Regions from separate parts of the Xenopus laevis genome. Here region 1 is linked to region 2. The links are chromatin contacts, called in public Hi-C maps. All regions are on one chromosome and are shown on one strand. Each heading gives the region's core, a stretch centred on a gene start, on an enhancer-like site or on the middle of the called end of the contact. The rest is flanking DNA. Distances are from core to core; before and after follow the strand shown.

The links. A called contact is a pair of places that touch in the nucleus more often than the background predicts.
Region 1: a Hi-C map of the XL177 cell line shows a contact between it and region 2, with 4 times the contacts expected there. The contact joins the promoter of adcy9.L here to the enhancer-like site in region 2. A contact is called at or near these places in 3 of 4 Hi-C or Micro-C datasets (the XL177 cell line, the XTC cell line and animal cap).

What each region holds. Positions count from the first base shown.
Region 1 is chr9_10L:116,803,606-116,810,877 of Xenopus_laevis_v10.1, reverse strand. adcy9.L (adenylate cyclase 9 L homeolog) reads left to right here and starts at 2,173. Exons shown (of 15, transcript NM_001085833.1): 1 at 2,173-2,491; 2 at 2,494-4,291. The coding sequence starts at 2,468.
Region 2 is chr9_10L:116,746,514-116,754,163 of Xenopus_laevis_v10.1, reverse strand. It overlaps adcy9.L (adenylate cyclase 9 L homeolog), which reads left to right. Exons shown (of 15, transcript NM_001085833.1): 3 at 4,784-4,968. Among protein-coding and RNA genes, the nearest start is that of crebbp.L, 54 kb to the right of the region's middle. Within about 2 kb of position 4,808, at least 1 of the 7 cell types and tissues checked has an H3K27ac peak or open chromatin away from gene starts, as enhancers often do.

The DNA of each region.
Region 1 (7,272 bases), core at 924-3,423, 59 kb before region 2:
TAAAGGCCAAACAACAACAATATAATCTACTCACCCATAGGCAAAAAGTAAAGGCCCTCTCGACAAGTTTAAAAAAAAAAGATCTTGTAGTTTAAGGCTGGCCATACATGTCAAGATTTGTGAATTTTGTAGATCTTTCTCTATTTGGACAGAGATTAGGGGCCAGCTCAACCTGATACACTGCGTCACTATCCGTATATTGGGCACAGAGACCATTGTTTTGGCCCTATAAATAATCCAATTGACTGATGACTCAATTATGAGTGGTTGCCTTGCAAGGAATAGCCAAAGAAAAGACAGTTTAAAGGGACAAGGCAAGAATCCTCCCTTAGGACATTGGTCCCTCCACCAATTAAGGTTGATTACCTGGACCCTGCCGGTACATACAAGAATCAGGCGATTAGCAATTTCCAATAATTGACTGACCTGCAAGGGTACAGGCAAGGCCCAGGTGTTTACTCGTGACTGGAATTTGCGTGTGCGCCATACCATTAAACAGCGAGAACCTGATAACCTTTCCCTCAACAGCCATCAAATATGTGACTGCACTGATACATATATTGGGCATGGAGACTATTGTTTTTGGCCCTATTAATAAGCTGATTACCTGGGCTCTGCCGGCACACACAAGGGTCAGGCGATTAGCAATTTCCGATAAATGACTGACCCACGAGAGCACCAGCGCAGGTTATTACTGCTATTCAACGGAGACCCGGGTTTTTACTGTTCGTCAACGGAGGCCCAGGTTATTAGTCAATGGCGGCTGGATTCCCAACATTATCAGAGAAAAAGGTTATGACATGTTGCCAACAGGAAACATATTGTTTACCAGTGTTTGGCTACCCTGTGTTTACTCGTGACTGGAATTTGCCTGTGCACCAGGCCAGGGTTCTGGCAAATGCCAGAGGGGCTGCTATAAGTAGGGTTGCCACCTTTTCTGGAAAAAAATACCGGCCTTCCTATATTCTTGCCATTTTTCCTATTAACATTGGCATTAAGCATCATTTTTACGGGCCAGTTGACAACCCCTAGCTATAAGGTCCCATAGAAAGTCACTATTTAGTGGGCTGGTGGGGGCAGTTTGGGCCTCTGTGTGGGCTGATTGGGCCTCTGTGAACCTCAAATGCCAGGGCCTGTTTTAATTCTCAGTCCAGACCTGCTGTGCCCCATACCATTTAACAGGGAGGACCTGATAACATTTCCCTCATCAACGTACTCCTGTGTTTGAGAAAATGTACAGCCATCAAAGTAAGTGAGTGCAACTGTCAGCAAGGTTGAAAAGAGCTGCAGTTCTACATCCAACAAGGTCTTGCTTGATTGCGACTCACACGTTGCCGCCCTTTTCTGACTGACGCACCTATAAATGAGGCATCAATTAACCCCATTACTGTACCTCACACAAAAATGCCCGCCTCCTTTTTTTTTTTCTCTAGACAACGAAGAGTTAACACCCACCCTTTGCACTGGGAGCCACCATGGGCTCCGCGGGTTTGTGAAAATGTCAGCGAAATTGTAGATAAGTGTGCTGGGACATGCCCTGCCCACTCAGAGCAACAGCAACAGCCGACTACTTAAAAAAACTGATATTAAACATGTAGCCGCACTCCTTTATATAAGGCACGGAGTGCGCCAAGTAGAAATAAAGGGGGGGGGGGAGGTCGGACTCTTTTACTTTATATTTGCCCTTCTCGGGTTTTTTTTTTCCCTACAATCACGTACGTGTAACGGTCTATTTTCCTGTGTAGCCCCTTTTCCCATCCCTCCTGTCTCTGCCTGCCCCCTCCCGTCTCCTCTCCTCCTACTCCTCCTCCCTCCCTTGTCGGCACAGCATAGGAAAATCAGTCAGGAAAGGGAGAGCGGCCTGTCTGTGCGGTTGCCAGAGGCCCCTCATGGCTGAAGAGACAGAAAAAGAGCCTCAGATTCTTCTCTGTGTTCCCCTCGTCAGACATAGATGCACTGCTGTACCCCACTGAAGAAGAGACAGTGAAAAGGAAGGGGCAGCAATCCATTGACACCCATAACAGACACACACCAAGAAGACCACCCTACTGGAAACTGCAGTACTTTCAAAAGGGCTAAAGCATTTTCAAAGGAGCCCACCTATAATAAAAACAGGGACTATCTACCACTGAAGCTCCTGATTGGATTATTCTGAAGTGGATTTTGGATGCTTTCCCCAAAGACAGATGGAGCCCCCTGCCTTGGATGACATATATCTGTCTATATCAGGGCTTGCATTTCTGACTGAGCAGATCCTAAATATTTACAGAGGGGAGGAGGGGGGAAATGATCCTCGGCGGGTTTGACAAGCCTCTGGTCTGTTAAGCATAGATACGTACATACACAGAAATGTATGCACTGTATCGCCTTATCCTGGAAGGGTCTGCCTGAGTCTGAAGACATTGGAGATTGTGCCTTGTTGCTGCATGAAGCTGCCAGGGCACAGCGAATGCACAGACTACTTTGCATGGAGATACAAGTGACTGGAGTCTTGGGCAAGCTAGAAGCTGTCAAAACCCTTCTGTTTGTCTGAAGCTTACAGCAGGAGGGGTTAGTAGAGGTGGTGGAGGGGAGTTGGTAGGGGGAAAAGTCCCAGACAAACTCTATATCAACAACATGGCTTCCCCTGTGAACCAGCAGCTGCTGCATCATACCGAGGTTAGGTGTGATGGCAGCGGGGACGGCAGTAGCGTGACCGTTAGAATCAATAGGCAGCACCACCAAGCGCCATCCAGACGTTGCAAGTACAGTATTTCATCCAGCTGCAGTTCAGGAGAGTCTGGAGTTAAAAAGACTGGAGGCTCTGGGGGTGCCCGAAGGCAAAAAAAGCTCCCTCAGTTGTTTGAGAGGTCCACATCAAACTGGTGGAACCCTAAATTTGATTCCAATAACCTAGAGGAAGCCTGTGTGGAAAGGTGCTTCCCTCAGACCCAGCGCAGGTTCCGTTATGCTCTCATGTACCTCTCTGTAGCAGGGCTGCTGTGGAGCATCTACTTTAGTGTCCACATGAAGACCAAGCTTGTTAGTCACTTGGTACCTACCCTGTGCTTCCTTATAGTGTGCCTAGGATTCTTTTTCTTCACCTTTACAAAGTCTTATGCCCGCCATTGCACAGCAATCTCCTTGCTTGTTACTCTGCTGGTTTTTGCGCTGACTTTGGCTTCTCAGTTCCAAGTGCTAAACCCTGGATTAGGGAGTGACAGTCTCTCAAACCTTACATCCTTTTCAGCAACAGGTTCATCCTCTTGCCTCTCTCAGGTGGGCAGTTTCTCCATATGTGTGGAAGTCCTGCTTCTCCTCTACACAGTCATGCACTTGCCTCTGTACCTCAGTGCCTGCCTTGGTGTTGCTTACTCAATTCTGTTTGAAACATTTGGATATCACTTTAGAGATGAAAGCTGTTTTGTTCTGTTAGTGGGTAGGATGGCCCACTGGGAGCTTCTCAGCAAGGCACTGTTGCATGTTTGCATTCATGCTATAGGTGTTCATCTTTTCATAATGTCTGAGGTCCGATCTCGTAGCACCTTCTTAAAAGTTGGCCAGTCCATTATGCATGGCAAGGACTTGGAAGTGGAGAAAGCACTTAAAGAGAGAATGATTCATTCAGTTATGCCAAGAATCATTGCAGATGACTTAATGAAACAGGGAGATGATGAAAGTGAAAACTCTGTGAAGCGCCACTCAGCCTCCAGCCCTAAAAGCCGCAAAAAGAAGTCCTCTATTCAGAAAACACCTATAATCTTTAGACCTTTCAAGATGCAGAGGATTGAGCAGGTGAGCATTCTTTTTGCAGACATTGTTGGATTTACCAAGATGAGTGCTAACAAGTCAGCTCATGCCTTAGTAGGACTCCTCAATGACCTTTTTGGTCGCTTTGACCGCCTGTGCGAGGAGACAAAATGTGAAAAAATTAGCACTCTTGGCGATTGCTATTATTGTGTGGCAGGGTGCCCTGAGCCAAGACCAGACCATGCTTATTGCTGCATTGAGATGGGGCTTGGTATGATCGAGGCAATTGACCAATTTTGCCAGGAAAAGAAGGAGATGGTTAACATGCGTGTTGGTGTACACACTGGTACGGTTCTTTGTGGTATCCTTGGAATGAGAAGGTTCAAGTTCGATGTATGGTCAAATGATGTCAACCTGGCTAACCTGATGGAACAGCTTGGAGTTGCTGGCAAAGTGCATATTTCTGAGAAAACTGCTAGATACCTGGATGATCGCTACTTAATGGAGGACAGTATGGTGGTCGAACGTTTAGGACAGATTGTGGCAGCTGATCAGCTAAAAGGTAAAGACCTTTGGTTTTTTTTTATTCAAAATGGAAGATTTGCTATCTTTTTAGTAATGCTGATTTCTTCATATTGACTGCAAATCATTTTCACAGCTATGTCATTTTCATAAGCACATTAACAAAGTGTCACCTTTACTTCTATTGTGTGGAGGCTGATAAATTACTAAGAAGTTCTACTAATTAGAAAAAAAAACATATAATTGAAGGGTAGAGTTAAAGCTGTAGTTTACTGCCCATTTACACATCCAGGTACTTTCAGTGAGTTGTCAGTCAACAAAGTGTTTTGGGAGTGCTTGGGTGTACTTAAGTACTAGATTGCATCTAGTACTTAAAAAAAATTATCCTTTTTTTCTTTGTGACATGGTGTTTAAAAGCAGTAGAAATGGCTGCACTAATCAAAGCAGTCAAGGCACATGAAGAAGGTGTCACTTTGCAACCTGATTGCGTAATTGGGGTAATTGGTCTACAATGCAAACCTCATCTGTCTAAGGTTACATGCATAGATGCTTTGTTATGTCCCACATACGCCTTCATTTCTCATTTTCCATATAGTGTAAAGATGAACTTGCATCCTATGGACCTGATGTTAAAAGCTTGATATAGGCATATCAAACAGTGTTCTGAAAAATACAGATGCTAGCAAACTGAAACCACTAACTTCATTCAATCATAATTTTATTACTGATACCGATTTTTTACATAATATCCGTCTTCCGGCCATGACAGCGATTAATCTATATTTATTCGTATAGGTATGGGAACTATTATCCAGAATGCATAGGAACTGGAATTACATTACTTTAAGTCTACAAAAAAACATTTAAACATTAAATAAACCCAATAGGATTGTTTTGATTACACTGTGGATTTTTGCATATTGGTTAGGATCATATACAAATTTCTATATTATATTAAAAAGGAAATTATTTTTAAATATTTGATTGGGAGATGGGAGATGACCTTCCTGTAATCTGAACGTTCTGGATATTGGGTTTACTTCATAACATATCCAATACACGTACTTGGTTGTAGTACAGCGATGCTGAGTTAAACTGATTTAAGCTGGCCATAGACCTGCAGATTTTAGCATCATATCAGACGAACGATCGTATGTCACAATCTTTCGACCTGCAACTAACCATTCAGATTAAATAAAGTAGTAAAAAAAACAAATCAGACAATGTTCTAGCTATGACAACAATCATATAAAAGTTATGTCCGACAAATATTAGTGACAGTCACTGAAATCATCAGATAGGCAATACATGCAGAGATATTATCGTTAGCTGACAGCCGATCAACTAAACGACCAATCGCCATGGTCCGAAAAATGTCCAGACGATCCACACATAGTCCCAAAATCGTACAAAACTAATATAACTAATTTTCGTGCGACTTTTCTAATCTAATTGCTGATTGGTTTCTATGGGCATCATCACTGTTGACATTTATATCCAATGTTATTAAACATGCCTCTTAATAGGTTCTAACTGATGGCCTTATCTATGCTTTATTAATACTTGTGTACATCTGTAGGCTATGTCCAATGAGACCCACATGGCTGCTAGACCAAAGTTTGCAAATATGGTCCAGCAATTGCATGGTATTTTAGGAGAGATTTAAATCAGTTTATTGAATCCATGTCTTCAGATGGATATTTGCACAAAACTAAGTTGCACTGGCAGACATGTTATTATAAATTGGAAACATAAGGTTATAAAACATTGGGCACAAATAATAAGAAATGTAGTCTGTCTCTGATTCCTGGATTCGGTCTGAGATTTAGCCTTTTTTAGCAGGATTCGGATGCAGTCAAATCCAAGACTTGGCCAAATTGGATCTTAATCTTTAAAATCACAAGAGTTTTCTTCACAAGAACAAGGACATGTGGATTTTTTTTCTTTTTTACCCGTTCTTACCTTCAGGATTCAGCCAAATCCTTTATGAAAGATTTGGTGCATCCCTAGTCCTTATATACTATAGACAACGTAGGGATGGACGAATTTTTTCGCCTCGTTTCGCCGAAAAAATGACGCCCATAGACTTGTATGGAGACGTGCGTCAAAAAAAAAGACGCGCGACAAAATAATTTCGCCGCACGACAAATTTTTTTGGACGTCCATAGACTTTAATGGGCGTCTGAGACATTTCGCCGGCGGCGAATTTTTGGCAAAACGAAACTGGTCAAATTCGCCCATCCCTGTAGACAAGAGTTCATGACAGAGACTCAGCTGATGATTTCTTGGACAGACATTATATCAAAGGCTATTGTGATACTTAATTCTATAGTTAGTATAGATATGTGTATATATAATTTATGTGAGGGTATGGAGGGGTGTGTGTGGGTTTCATTTGGAGGGGTTGAACTTGATTGGCTTTGTCTTTTTTTCAACCCGATTTAACTATATAACTATGTAGGCCTACCATAAACAGAGCACCCACTGCAGCACTTTATATGTATGGGCGCTGGCACACTTAATTTCAAGCATTTTGCTGGCCAGACAATAAACAGTATACATGAGTTCATTGGAACCGAAATAAGAATTCTAAGCATTTTGTCACCAGCCTCTAGAGTCACTAATCAACCAGAATTACTACATCCGCATGTGCTACAAAACTATGTACTGTTTGGCATGTCCATATATCCTTTCACTGGCCGGTCATGAAATATCAGAGCATGCTTTTTTAGCTACAGCGCTACAGGGTTTTCTTTACATAGTTACATAGTAAGTTTGGTTGAAAAAAGACACACATCCATCAAGTTCAAGTATATGACCTGCCTAACTGCTAGTTTCGAAAAAAGGAAGGCAAAAAAAACAATTGACGTGTCTCCAATTTGCCTCACAGGGGGAAAAAATTCCTTTCTGACTCTAAGAGGGCAATTGGACCAGTCCCTGGAGCAACTTGTTCTATGAGCTATCTTTCATAACCCTGTATTCCCTCATTTGCTAAAAAGCCATCCAACCCCTTTTTAAAGC
Region 2 (7,650 bases), core at 3,559-6,058:
CCGTAGCTATTTGTCACCCCCCCCAGTATCACCCCAGTTTATTCCCATACCTACCAACTGAGGCACTATCTATAGGGCAGGTACGAGGCACCATCCATAGGGCACGAGGCACTATCCGTAGGTTGGGTACGAGGCACTGTCCATAGGGCGGGTATGAGGCACTGTCCGTAGGGTGGGTACGAGGCACTGTCCGTACGAGGGCGGGTGTGATAAGTGTTGGGGGCCCTCTGTTTCTGAACTAGGATCAAATAAAGTCTTGTTATAACACTGCCACCTGTCACCACTCAACTCCCTTTTATTTCAAAACCACGTATTTTATTATTAACTACCAAATATTTATATTTCACCCCATTCTTGCTCCCCTCACTTCAACTTCCCCCATCACTTTTCCAGCTTCTCAATCACCATTTTAAATTTCCCTCTCGACGTTGAACGTGTCCTTCCCTCTGTGCTCCTTCCTGTCTCCTTTTCTTCTCCGTGCGCCTGTTGGACAGCGGCCAGGCACTCCCTCCTCATTACTCATTTATCTGCTCAATGCTTATGCTCAGTGAAATATACATGAAGACACAAGTGTCCTTTTCACACCAGCAAGTCTCCATGGCACAATGCCTCAGCTTTTCATCTGTCAACTCCTCGCCCCGGCCAGACAATCACTGCCATATCCACCCCGGCTGACTGAGCTCCCAGCATTATATGAACAACTGATGCACCAAATTCATCATTTTAAGATTCGCCTAAATACAGAATCCTCCACAAAAGATGAGAAGGACCCCAAACATGGACCAATAAACTGTCCACTTGGTCTGGCAGCCAGTTTATGGCAACTTTGAATCTGAAGTCTGTAAAAAGTGCTGGGAATTCCAAAACCAAGTCTTGCCTCCCTAATATACACATAGTAGGAAATAAACATAGAGACAAAAGTTAGTGACTCCCATGGTAGTACCTAAGGGATTCTATAGAGAAAACAAAAACATTTTCATTCCTTATAAGACCTTGGTCAGAGCTACATTTGTGGAGTATTCAGTGTACTATGGTTCTGTTAGTAACAAGACTGTGTTACACTGGCCTTTCTCAATTACCGAGAGATTGTATCAGGGATTAACTATTTTTATGATGTTTACTCTTCCAGTGAATCTAATTGTACCCTGCCCCATAGAACTTACATTCCAGGTTCAGCGCAGTGGAACCTTCTTTTAGGTAATGATACGCCTTCCTATTCTCCCTGTTTGTTTTAGAAAAAAATTAAAAAGTACATATATACATAGTGCTATTGGCGGTCCACATCGAACAGTCCATTGGGTCCCGTCACAATAAAAACCAGAACCCCACAGTGATCCTCCTGGTTTCTCTGGACACCTACTGTATGCTGGAAGCTGCTGAGATCTCCTCGGACCAATACCACATTAGACTTCATGAGATGCACTGAGAAGAATATTTCCATTTGTAAAAATTTGCCTCTAAACGGCCCTCCAGTATGAGTCAACAGTTTATGGGCCAATCCGGAATCAGCCAGCTATTTATCAGGGAGTTTAGAAATCCCTTCGGATGAAAAACCGCATAAGGGCATTGATGCAGTTCTCCATAGGCCTCCATTCTGATTAAGTCATTAGTTTGGGAGCCAAATAAACATATCGGCCTCATTTTGCCCAGTACAAGGGTGGACAGATCAGGATCAGAGAACGTGAGCCCATGCAAAGTAAGTGTGTGTGTGTGTGTGTGTGTAAGTGTGTGCGTGTAAGTGTGTGTAAGTAAGTGTGTGTGTGTGTGTGTGTGTGTAAGTGTGTGTGCAGGGCACTGGGCCATGGAGATAAGTGAGCCCATGCAAAGCAGTCACTACACAGCAGATAAGAGGCACATCACAGGCAACTCATCTGTTTGTAGTGCAAATTCCTCTCTTCCCTGATGCAAACTCTTGTGTGTTATGACGATTCTTGTGTGTTCTGTGCAGTGAGGCCTCTGCTAAGTGTGCCAAGCCTGGCCAGCCTTTTATAGCCACCCCTTCACCTGCAACGTGCCTTTTGTTCATTCCTCAACACTTTCCTCTGTGCAAATTGCATATAACATTCTTCTGCAACCAGGTTCAATGCAACTATCCTCTGCTAATTTTTAATTTGTGCAACTTTCCAATCCATAAAAAAAAATTCCCCTGCAAACTGTTCAATGCAAACCTACTATTTGCAACAGTGCAAATATCACTCTGCAAGCTGTATTGAGTGCAAACATTCCCCTACAAACTGCATTCAGTGCAAGCATCCCTCTGCAAGCTGCATTCAGTGCAAACTGCATCAGTGCAAACCTACCCCTACAAGCTACATTCAGTGCAAACACTCCTATGCAAACTGCATTCAGTGCAAACATCCCTCTGCAAGCTGCATTCAGTGCAAACCTACCCCTACAAGCTGCATTCAGTGCAAACATCCCTATGCACACTGCATTCAGTGCTAACCACCATCTTCAAGCTGCATTCAGTGCAAAACTCCAACTTGTCCATCTGCGTTTGCCATTCCACACAAAAGAAGATTTGATTTGAACCGTATTGTGGTGAATGCCCTAAGCAGAAGTGATCATTGCGACCAGATGGCAGGACCCCCATTTAACCAATGTTCGGGGGGGGGGGGGGCAAACTCATTGCCCTGCAGGCTTATGAACTAAAATTCAAGCCGTTGTGAAACAAATGGGTTTTTAAAGGAACAGCAAGAAAGTGCATTTGGAAATATTGATGCTTCCCTTTCAAAAATAAAAACACACTGAATTTATCTTTAAAATTGTGCCCCCCACCCCCATTCCATCTTTTGCTCTGCCCACAAATGCGTCTATTATTATGTTTGTGCGACTGCTGCCACCTGCTGGTGATGGAGGAATATAATCACTTATGCCTTTGCCAGTTGTGTTTACTGTCGCAAGGCTTCATTTCATATTCAGGATTGTGCTCGTTTATTGCTTTCCCCCCGCAGGCTCTTTTGTGCACACGCCATTTGAGCCCTAAATGCATTTGCTGTTTGTTTGTTCGCTGGATAATTCAGTTAGAGGATGTTGCAGATACCAGTAACTGCCTGTAGCACCAGGGCTAGAGAATAATCAGCAGCAGCTCGTGATCTGAACCGGCACTATTCTTGGGGATTTATTTGTATGCACGTATAATGTTATTTCCAATATTCTGATCTATATTATCCATTTATAATACACAAAAGCCATGAATATCCTGTAAATTATATCCTTATAAACGGGGAGTAGTGATGTCATCAGTTATAAACGGTGAGTAGTGATGTAATTTCTGTCACATGACTCACTAAAATTTGTGTATTATAATTAATAAAATACCCCCAGTTGTAAAATATGAGGATATTAGAAGCTACCTCGGAGTTCCATGACCTATATAAAAACACTCGGCCTTCGGCCTCGTGTTTTTATTTGGTCATGAAACTCCTCGGTAACTTATAATATCCTTATATTTTACAAGAGGGGGTACTTTATTCACTATATAAACTCACCAATAAATTTGGGGGGTTCTGGGTGAACATGACCCACACCTTCAGCTCAATGGAGGCTCCAAAGTCTGTACACGATATGTAGATGGACTGGCACAAACTGAACCGACATGTTCAAAATGGTGCAGATAAAAAAAATCATTTATTTAAGGAAAAAGCATCTCAAAATTGGAATAGCCTTACGCACTTTGTGCCTAGAGCGCACTTAGTCATAATTATCCAATCACATACTATTGGTAACTAACCAGTATTGATGGGCGAATTTCTCCCAGTTGGCTTCGCTGTAAAATTCACAAATTTCCCGCAAAAAAACGGCAAAAAATTCTTGAAAAACCGTGAAATCTGAAAGTTTACGAAAAAAAATTGTGTTTTCACAAAACAATCGAGCAATTCGAACGTTATCACTTAAAAATCGAGCAATTCCAACGTTTTCACAAAAAAATCGAGCAATTCCAATGCTTTCACGAAAAATCAAACAATTCGAATGTTTTCAATAAAATCGAGCAACTTTTACAAAAAAAATCGAACAATTCGAACATTTTCCCAAAAAAACTTGAGCAATTCGAAAGTTTTCACGAAAAAATCTAGCAATTCGAACGTTTTCGCTAAAAAATCGAGCAATTCCAAAGCCTTCACAAAAAAATCAAGCAATTCAAACGTTTTCATGAAAAAATCGTGAAAATCAGAAATTGACACTGGCGAATTTTCGGGGGAGATTCACAAATGTATTCGCCGTAGGCGAAACGCGGATATTTGCAGGAGAATTTATTGCCCATCACTACTAACCAGAGTTAAACAGAAAAAATATGTATACCTAGTGTACCTAACACATTGGCAGTATTCCCCAGTTGTAGGGGAATCCTCACTAATCCTAAAATCTATATATAGTTCTACTACAGCTCTTGGGGGAAAGCCTTAAATTCATCTAAACACTGTTCCTAAATCTCTCCGGCACAGTCGGACTCATGCAGGGATCAACAGCAAGCAGCTCTATACCTGTCAAAGTGTCATAAGTCCTGGGATTCATGTTTTTCAGGTTGCTGGGGGTTGTAGTTCAGCAACAAATACGTGTTGGGTAGCTTCAATGCATGTAAGACAGGATGAGTATCCCTGCTATGGTGGATTTTTATCATGGGAATCTCATAGAAAACAGACAGTGCTAGGAGAAGTATTGATAAGCTTCCGGTCACCCCCGGGTGCATTATCACAAGTGCAGTTCCCCTTTACTGACAGATAAGGTAATGGAGCCGCTTTGTTGATGACCTTTTCTCTCTCTCTCTTGCCATGTGTCGCAGGATTAAAGACATTCCTGATCTCCGGGCGCAGAACTCGTGTGCCCAGCTGCAGCTGCTCCCAGACCCTGATTCCGGTGCAAGAGGGGACCGACCTCAGCAGCCCTTCCTTAGCCCCCCACGTCCAAGCGGCAATCAGCGAGACCAGCGACAGTCACACTAACTGCACTCAGCCAGAGACACTCAAGGTGAGCAAGAGGGCCACGTCTTTATGTCTGCCTGTCCAGTAAAGTCTCGAAATCCTGTATTTTGTAAACATGAACTTACTGCAACAGTAGCCTAATCAAACAAATGATTTATGCTTTCAAAGTTGGCCACAGGTGGTCACCATCTTGTAACATTGTTAAACATCTTTGCAAGACCAAGACTGTGCACATGCTCAGTATAGTCTGAGCTGCTTAGGGATCGTCATAAATTATCAAAACAGCACAAGTCAAATAATATCTGCCAGAAGCCAATACAGCAAAACTGATTAATAATCAGAATATGCAGACTGCACTGGGTCCTGTGTTGTCATGTAATCTAATGTGGATTTTATCGTTTTTGTATTGTTTAATACAAACTTTCTCCAACTCTGCAGAACCAGTGGCTGCAGCAAAATAATCCTCCAAATAGAATCCCAGTTTATCTGTTTAAATCTGGCTCCATGATCTTTGTCCCTGCATCTGGAGTTGAAAACAGTAAAGGGAATGTAAAGGCAAAAATAAAATCCAATACAAATCTCTAAATAGTTGCCGACTGCTCTACAGGGAAACAAACAAAGCCGCTTGATTTTTGCATGGCTGGGAAGTAAGGTGGGGGCTCCCCCTGCTGTTCATAAGTATGATTGTTTCTCTGCAGAGCAGTTAGGGACTGTGACAATTCCTATCCACAGCAGTAAATGAATGGAGAATCTCACTGCATACAGTATTTCATAATCAGGAGTCCAGTAGCCTAAGGCAGAGCCAGAGGGACATGCCCCGGTTCAAAAGGCAATCAACCCACAAAAATTGATATCAAAAAGATAAATGTCCCAAGGCTCATCTTCAGTAAAAATAAATATTTATTGTTCACATTTTTAAAAATGGTTTCGCACCCTCCGGCACTTAGTCATAGATGACTAAGCGCTGGAGGGTGCGAAACGCGTAAGGTGGGCCATGTGGGGTCAGTATGTATCATAATATTTTTTAAAAATGTAAATAATAAATATTTATTTTTACTGAAGATGAGCCTTGGGACATATCTCACTGCATACAGTCAGGTTTCTTATAAAAAAGGTAAACATTTTTAAATTAAAGTTTATTGGAGATAGGTTTCTTTTTCATTAAAGAAAGTAAAAATGGGATTTTATTTTTTTGCCTTTACATGCCTTTTAAAGGGCATCTAGTATGAAGTAGAGAGTGATATTCTGAGACAAATTGCAATTGGTTTTCATTTTTAATTATGTGTTTTTTGAGTTATTTAGCTTTTAATTGTAATCTGTATGTATGTGATATATTTAAGTGCACGTGGTAGTGATGTTTACCCGCGGGTCAGGCGGGTTTAGACCGACTTCAGCACTTCCTTTGCGGGTTGCGGGCAGATTCGGGTTAAGCTTTTCTGCCTGTTCTCCCTGCCCTTGACCGCACACTGCCGGCTTCCTGCTTCCGGCATCTGTTTTTATAGACACACTTGCCACGCCCCTTTTGTGACATCATTGTGGGGCAGGGCAGGCCTAGAACTAGAGGGGAGGCGGCAGTTGCAGGTCAAGAAAATCCAGACCCGCACTTCACTAGGACATGTCCGTTTTAGTAACTTTATATTGTTGGTAAGCTATATGTATTAAAGGAATTGTTCAGTGTGAAAATAAAAACTGGGTAAATAGATAGGCTGTGCAAAATAAAAAATGTTTCAATATAGTTAGTTAGCCAAAAATGTAATGTATAAAGGCTGGAGTGACTGGATGTCTAACATAATAGCCAGGACACTACTTCCTGCTTTTCAGCTCTCATGGTTTACACTGACTGGTTACCCTGTTTACCAGGCAGTAACCAATCAGAGACTTGAGGGGGGCCCACATGGGCCACATGTTGCTTTTGAATCTGAGCTGAATCAATTGTATCAATTGCAAACTCACTGAACAGTTATGTACCACGTGGCCCCCCTTCAAGTCGCTGACTAACTCAGAGTTAGAGAGCTGAAAAGCAGGAAGTAGTGTCCTGGCTATTATGTTAGACATCCAGTCACTCCAGCCTTTATACATGATATTTTTGGCTAACAAACTATATTAGATACATTTTTTATTTTGCACATACTATCTATTTACCCAGTTTTTACGTGTACACCGAACTGTTCCTTTAAGTTGTGCAGATTTGCATGTATACTTCTGGCCTGTGAAATGTATCTTCTATCCAGCATGATGTTTACATTGATTTTGTTCTTATTGGTTTTAATCAATTGAAGGGAAGGGTTAACAGCGTTTGGAACTGCTGAAATCAGTGGGTCCCTTTTCCCTAAAAATAAGTACCAGAAGGTATGAAATGCATAAGGCAGAAATTCATGGGGTTCCTGTTTTTAAAGTGGTTGTTCACCTTTAAATTAACTATTAGTATGATGTAGAGAGTGATATTCTGAGACAATTTGCAATTGGTTTTCATTTTTTATTATTTTTGTTTTTTTAGTTATTTAGTTTTTTATACAGCAGAAGCAATTTCAGCAATCTGGTTGCAAGGACCCAAATTACCCTAGCAACCATGTATTGATTTGAATAAAGAGACTGGAATATGAATAGGAGAAGCCTGAATAGAAAAAATTTTGAAAAATTTGCTAACGACGCCAGGGTCTCATTTGTAACGGCAAAAATGCGCCAGCGTCCAAAAAAACCGACCCCGGGGTCCATTTTTTTTGGACGC